Linked DNA regions of Mus musculus: region 2 is linked to region 1. Evidence: chromatin contacts called from public promoter capture Hi-C data. All regions are on one chromosome and are shown on one strand. The core of a region is the stretch at or near the end of the contact, and the rest is flanking DNA. Distances in the headings are between cores, read along the strand shown.

What was found. Promoter capture Hi-C pulls out the DNA fragments that hold promoters and counts their contacts.
Region 2: a promoter capture Hi-C map of embryonic stem cells shows a contact between it and region 1, with 2.0 times the contacts expected there. The contact joins the promoter of Gbp4 here to the promoter of Spp1 in region 1. A contact is called at or near these places in 1 of 39 promoter capture datasets (embryonic stem cells) and 1 of 115 datasets of contacts at active chromatin or transcription factors (embryonic stem cells).

Annotation. Positions count from the first base shown.
Region 1 is chr5:104,433,555-104,437,048 of GRCm38.p6, reverse strand. Spp1 (secreted phosphoprotein 1) reads right to left here and starts at 1,938. Exons shown (of 7, transcript NM_009263.3): 1 at 1,853-1,938; 2 at 607-674; 3 at 473-508. The coding sequence starts at 660. RefSeq lists enhancers at 1,051-1,087, 837-1,156, 1,968-2,014, 2,632-2,640, 2,645-2,672, promoters at 1,852-2,842, 1,893-3,373, 1,916-3,494 and a cis regulatory region at 3,322-3,336.
Region 2 is chr5:105,137,593-105,141,086 of GRCm38.p6, reverse strand. Gbp4 (guanylate binding protein 4) reads left to right here and starts at 1,501. Exons shown (of 12, transcript NM_001359079.1): 1 at 1,501-1,607; 2 at 2,270-2,368. The coding sequence starts at 2,354.

The DNA of each region.
Region 1 (3,494 bases), core at 689-3,188:
GTTTTCATTCTCATTTAGGAAAATGTGATCTAAAGTCAGCTAATAGATCCAAACAGCACAAATGGACTTTTCTTTTCAAGATGGACTTGGATGGTATTGTAAATATCATAGTCATATGATCAGCTCCAGCTGACATCTGAGTGACCTTCTAAAGTCAGCCTGCAGGATTTTCCAAGCATGCTGACTCAGGAAAGAACCAGTCACTCAAGGTCCTGTGACCTGCTTTATGTAAGTAGCAATTGTCTAGAACATGCTTTTATTATATTAAAAATCTAATTATAAGAGAATCTGTTTATTAAAAACAATGGCCGATTTGGTACTGTCTCTGTCTAAAATACATAGTAAGTACTTTGAAATACTCAGGTCTAATTATATAGATGAATAAAATGGCAACAAAAAATTGCTGTTCCTAGCAACCTTTGCGACGCTGGCGAACATTCTTCAGTTAAATGATCAACCCGGAGGTGCTTACCTTCTCCTCTGAGCTGCCAGAATCAGTCACTTTCACCTTTAAAACAGAAAAGTGACAAGGAAATGCGTGTGAGTGTGCTAAAGCTAAAATTCATTTGTTTTCAAGAATTCTCTCTAAGATTCAGCTGTACTCACCGGGAGGGAGGAGGCAATGCCAAACAGGCAAAAGCAAATCACTGCCAATCTCATGGTCGTAGTTAGTCCTGCAACATATTTTATGAGGCACAGTTGATGTCTTGTCAGGTTCAAACACACTCTTGGCACCACTAGATCACCACCAAGTCACCAATAATTTATGGAATCTTTCTACATCTCAGAGAAAATTTCAGTGAGTCAATATTTGTGTGCCTTTTCTACCTCTCCACCTCTCATCCTTAGCAAGGAAAAGGGCAATTTCACAACTCTATTCATCCAAACTTTACGTCTGGAGTCTCAGAGCTTATGCCCCCACTATCTGATGTCTCTAGAGCTCCACACCAAGATTTGTTTCACAGTAATCGAGTAATTAAAGCAACGAACTACCATGAGAGTACTTTCTGCAAGGAAGAAAAAGAGAAAATAGAATGATAAAAGAAAATTGCTTTTTCCATTTGCATTTCAAATGTGATTTTAACTTACATTATACAAAGCTGAAAGAAACAAAGATATCTTTGAATTTGAGTAAGATGTTCTATTTGGACTAATAATAATAATAATAACAACAACAATAATAATAATAATAAAAATAAAACACTGAGAGCAGGCAACAGCTTTTCTGTGCATGTTGATGAGTCTGTGTTATCACACAGGGACCTTAGTGAAAACTGTAAAAGCCAAGTGCAGAAGCGAGAAATTAAGGAAGGTTCTCTTTTGAAGTGAGACAGTTTTCTAAAAATAACTGTATCTGGTTTATATTAATATAGAGGATCCTCCTTTACTGGTCTCCACAGTCATCCAGCCACTTTAAAATGATGCAGACATTTGTTCCAAAGATACATAGAACTTTACAATGTGTGTGTGACAGGAGAGAGAGGGAGAGAGGGAGAGAGGGAGAGAGAGAGAGAGGAGGGAGAGAGAGAGGAAGAGAGAGGAGGGAGAGAGAGAGGAGGGAGAGAGGGAGAGAGAGGAAGAGAGAGAGGGAGAGAAAGAGAGAAAGAGAGAGAGAGATTACTAGCAGATCTCTCTCTCTCCTTTAGAGGACCAACTAGATTTATTTTAACTTCTACATCCAACTGGCTTTGAAAATACCGGGAAACCTGCAATGTACCTGACCAGCTTATTCAAAAAGACCAGAACAGCACGAGTCTGACTAACAAATACGACTGTTGAAAGAATGTTCTCTGGACTCACCCTCAGAATTCAGCCAGGAGAACTGCAGCCTCATGGGCCACTGCAGGCTTACCTTGGCTGGTTTCCTCCGAGAATGCCTGCCGCAGAAGACTGCAAACCCAAGCAAGGATGCTTCTTCAGTGTGAGCTGCTGGTGGCTCAGACCTCCCAGAATTTAAATGCTGGTCCAGACAGTCTCCACCAATCAGGAGGTGGAGTGATGTGTCATGAGGTTTTTGCCACTACCCGGCCCACCTGCTCCTACACTTCCTCCTCTGGTTTTGTGGTTAAAAAAAAAAAAAAGGAAGAAAAGGAAACACACACAAAGCATTACTGATGAACGATGTCATTAACTACCCTTTTCATTTATAGACTGCATTTAGAATCCCGGAAGAGCATCAGGGATCCATAAGGAAAGGAAGAGTAGATCACCCTCACAGAGACTTTGTTTATAGTTACTGAATTAGTAGAAAAACATCAATGGGGATGAAAGGTATGGATTCTCCTATCTAAGTTACAGATAAAGGCCACATGGATACACAATTTGATTCTCTCAGACTTACTTAAATCTAGAAAACTGCTGTCTCGGCAGAACTTTCAGACCCTCCCTTTTGCCTTTGTATTCGGTAGCTTAGGTTGGCCGGGCCACAGTGGCTCTGTTTTGTACTCCGGAAGATCACCATGAATTTGAGGCTAGCCTCGGCTCCATACTGTGTTCCAGGTCAGTTGGGGCAACAGAAAGTGAGACCCTCTCACAAAAGAAACAAAACCTCACAACAAAACGAAACAAAGTAACAACTCAGTTTTGACACTTGAGCTATGCAGCCGCTTGCTCTTTGTGCAAACCACACAGTGACCCTGAATTCCTCTCCTGCCTCCACTGACCTTTAGAGACGTGAACCTCGTGAACCTTGTTGCTCTGTTGGAGCAGCTGGGAGTGATGGTTCTGATGCTATCTAAACTATAATGGCCATATAGAGCAGAAGAGGTGGTTACTCCAGATAGAGCCCGCCTAAGCAAGCAGTTTGTGAGACTGGAATGCTTGCTGGGTGGGGAAGCTGCAGGAGCCAGACTGCCTTTCAGTCCTTCTGTAAGCAGTGCCAGGTGTGACCTTGGGCAAGTCACTTAGTCTATCTACAGGACAATGGATTAGTGTAAGTGCAGTTGATAGCACTTCACATTTTGCAATGCTCCTTCCCCCACATGTTAAAGAACGTGTATATTTTAACTATTACAGAAATCTTCAGCAGAGGCAAGGAGCTGAAATTTGTAATGCCTTTGAATTGATCTTTAAGCTGTACACGTTAAAGGGTTCTCTGAATATTTTTTTAAAGACACAGCTTATATTTCTGAATTATCTTTTTTGAGTTTTATTTCCTGGAATATATAAGGTTGGCTACTTAAAAAGATTTTAAAATTTGTATTAACAAAACGTTACTGAATAGTTAAGAGGTATTCAAATGAGATAAAATTATAGGTGAAGCAGACTTCTTTAAATATTTAATACTGCCCTGCAGTTACTTCCTTTCTTTTCCCGAAATGGAGAACACAGGCTTATTACCTTACATCTCCAATGTAAGAGGCATGCAGAAATTGAGATTAAAGTTAAGTCAAACCTTTGTTGTATTAGATATTAGTGCTACTTGCCAAACCCTGCTTTTAATATGAATATAGGTTAAGTAATCTTCTACAGAGTTAGAGTAAGTAGCACAAAAC
Region 2 (3,494 bases), core at 252-2,751, 700 kb before region 1:
TATCCTGATGTTTTGTAGATTCACTTGAGTGCTGAAGTGAACAAAAGGCTTAAGCAAGTGTTAGAGGCAGCCCTGCTCCTGCTGCTCCCCTCAATCCTGTCTCAGAAGTGCCACTCAACTGACAAGAGCTCCAGACCAGAGACTCCCCTGGCCTTAGTGGCATCCAAGAACCTGCTGACATGAACTTCTTCCCAGTCCTGGTGTGGACTCTTGTGTGAGTTCTACCTGGGCCTGCAAATAGGTGGCCATGCAGAGCTAACAGATGAATAGGGGGAGAGTTCACTGAAGTAGAATTAAGGTACCAGTTTACCTCCATGCTGCTGTCCTGCTCCTTTGTCCCTTTATCACTCTGAGTTCTGCACCAAATGTCTAGGAGAGTAAATTAAGGACCCTGAAGCTAGGTGCCTGGATATGGCCCAGTCTCCAATGGGTACTTCCTTCTTTAATCCTTCCTGTGAAAACACAATAGATCACTCTGCAGCCCCACCCAACACCCTCGCTTTGTGTTTCATCCTTTACAAATAGTATTCAATCTCCCATCAGAGACAAAGTTCAGATCCCAAACTGGCTGCCTTCCTAAGGGCTCAGAAAATAAAGCTTTCATTTTTAAGCTTCCATCTCAGAAGTGAGTTTTCTTAGCTTCTACCCTGAACACAACTCCTACTTACTATTCTTTAATTACTTCTTTGAAAACAGTTTTTAGATGGACTGTTGTGTTTTCTGAAAAAGAAAAAAGAAGCCAGGGATATGTGTGGTGGAGGCGGGGTATGGTGAGGTGGAAGGTGGTGTCTCTGAGGGCTCCTGCTGAGGCATCCTTTCCTCCTGAAGTACCAGCCACACAATTGTATAGTATAGAATAGAGTTTATTTAAGACATGGAGAGTGGAATTTGAGAGGGTAGTAGAGACAAAGAAAGGGGAACAGAGAGAGGGAGGAGGAAGCAGGGAGAGGACTGGAGAAGGAAAGAGGGTAAGAAAGGAAGAGAGGACTATCTGAGCAAGAGAGATAGAGATAGATAGATAGAGAGAGAGAGAGAGAGAGAGAGAGAGAGAGAGAGAGGGAGGGAGGGAGGGAGAGGGGACAGTGATGGTTCCTGTTTTAGAAAACACAGGTTTAAAACATTAAAGCTCTTCACTCAAAAAGCACCTGGAATTTCCCCTGAGAGAAGCACACGTGCAATCCTCCCAGATTGTGTCATTTACACTGATGGGGGCCTGGGTTTACTGTGCTTTATCTGTGCCTAGAAGGCTGGAGGAAACTGGAGATGGGTTCCAAAGAAAGAGAATGTAAATACTTTCCACAGTGGAAGCCTGCTGTCCCTTGGCTGCAACAGAGTATCTCACTGACTTTTCTGACACTAAGCATCCTCTGACCTCCCCTTCCAGTCTTGGCCAAGTTAACAATGCCTTGGTTTACTTTACTTTCAGTTTTGTTTTTGCTGCATCCTGTGTGAGTGTGTGTGTGTGTGTGTGTGTATGTGTGTGTGTGTGTGTGTGGTCAGCGCACATAAAAGAGGAGCAAAGAGAGCAGGAAGTGAGGAGAGCAGAAGTGAGCCTGAGGAGGCAGCAGCAGCTGAGAACTGCACTTGGACCTGTGCTGTGGGACCAGGTATATTTAATATTTACTTTTCCTTTCTTTAAGGAGCAACTTAGTCTGGACCTCAGCTTGATTTCCAAGTCAAAGGGGCAACTGAGGGAGGGGGAAGGGAGGCAGGTTCTGTGCTCTCTGGTCTGCAGGGGGCTGTGGCTGGCTTTAGGTCTAGGAGGTGAGTTTCTTTCCTCTGACAAAGGACAGATACAAAGTTGTAGCCTGACACAGCTGGCTGCCCTGCTCTGTTAGACACACTATGGGAAGAGCTCTGGTCCTTCCTCAGCTGGGACCACAGCAACAGCTCCTGCCCTGGTTCACAGGCAACTGTTGTCAAAGGAACATGTAGGAACCTTGTGCGGAAAATTCAGCACTTGACCTTGGCAAATATTTTTTGGAAATAAACTTAGTTTGTACCTCATCATCTTTTTAAGTTTAGTAAGTAGTCAAGCTCTGTCTTGGTGTTTAGGGTTTGTGTGTGTGTGTGTGTGTGTGTGTGTGTCTGTGTGTCTGTGTGTGTGTGTGTGTGTGTGTGTGATGTAGAGATCACATGGGCTCTCTGCATTTTGTTTGGGCTGCTCTTCTTATCTCATTAAAGGGATTAAGCTGCAGAGAGACAGTGTTGTGGAATCTGTGACTTCTGGGGATTGACACATTCTCTGTCCTTGGCATAATGTCCTCAGGCTCATCTGGGACTGGAGTGCAGAGGAGGGGAGGCAAGTTATGTGTTGTCTGACCTGCAGAGGTCTGTGGCTGGCTTTAAGTCTATGAAGGTCTACAAGGTAGTGTACAGTAGTTAATTTTATTCTCTTCTCTGGCTGAATAATATACAATTTGGTGTGCCATCACATTGTGGTGGGAAACTGGGCTTAATCCACATTGTGGGTATTGTGAACACAGCTACCATGATCATTAAAGATCAAAGGTCCATCCAAGTCCTTTTTGCTAGTTTGTGCTGAAATCAAAGAAGAGCTGTTAGATCAAATGTAACTTTCCATTGTCTTAGAAACCAGGATTGTTTCTCATGAGGAAATATTCTGTGTTCTTAGCTGCAGAGTACAGACACCGGAGTTGTTTAAATTCTGGGTTACATGGATTTGTTTTCCCATTGTGTGGTAGCTGTCCTGATGAGTATGAAGTGATGCCTTGTGGTTTGATTTGGACTTCCTCAATGTTTGTCACAGGGACTGAAGAATTATTGAGGAACAATACCATGTAGCTCTTAAAATAACCTAGTTTGTGCTTAAACTGCAAAGATCAGCAAAACTAAGCAGGTAATTTCAAATAATATATATGTTAGCCCAAAGCAAGCCTTAGCCTCAGTAAGCTCTAAGAAGCCAAATCACACATGATCATGTGACTATAGACTCTTACACCTGGTCCCTCAGCATGGCAAAACAGAAATCATATAATGAAAAGTTTCTTCATTTTGCAACCAATGTTTCCCTAATACATTCTGTAATGGGAACAGAGACACTTCAGCATTCACTCTGGTACTTCACAGTTTGTACATTCTATCTTTTTCAGATAATTTTTTTAATTTAAATTTTTTTGTACAAAGTGATTAGCAATAATGAATATGATCTTGTGTGCTCATGGATGTTTGTAAGCCTTCTCTGCAGAAATAAGCACCCAGTGATTTTCTCTGTTTAGAAATGAGTTATCTGTGATGAGTTGTATTGCTATTTTGTTGAAGATAGTAACCCTTTATCAAACATGTGATTTACAAGTAGTCTTCACCCACTTTTGGGTTGCCTTTTTACACTGTTTATAGAATCCTTTGGTGCAGAAAAGTCCTTAATTTTAGAAAGTCTGTTTTTTTTTCTATTTATTTGCTCGGGTTGAGATTTTGTTTTCATGTTCAAGAAATAATCCGTACTTGAAACACAAGTTAGGTAAAACTGAGAT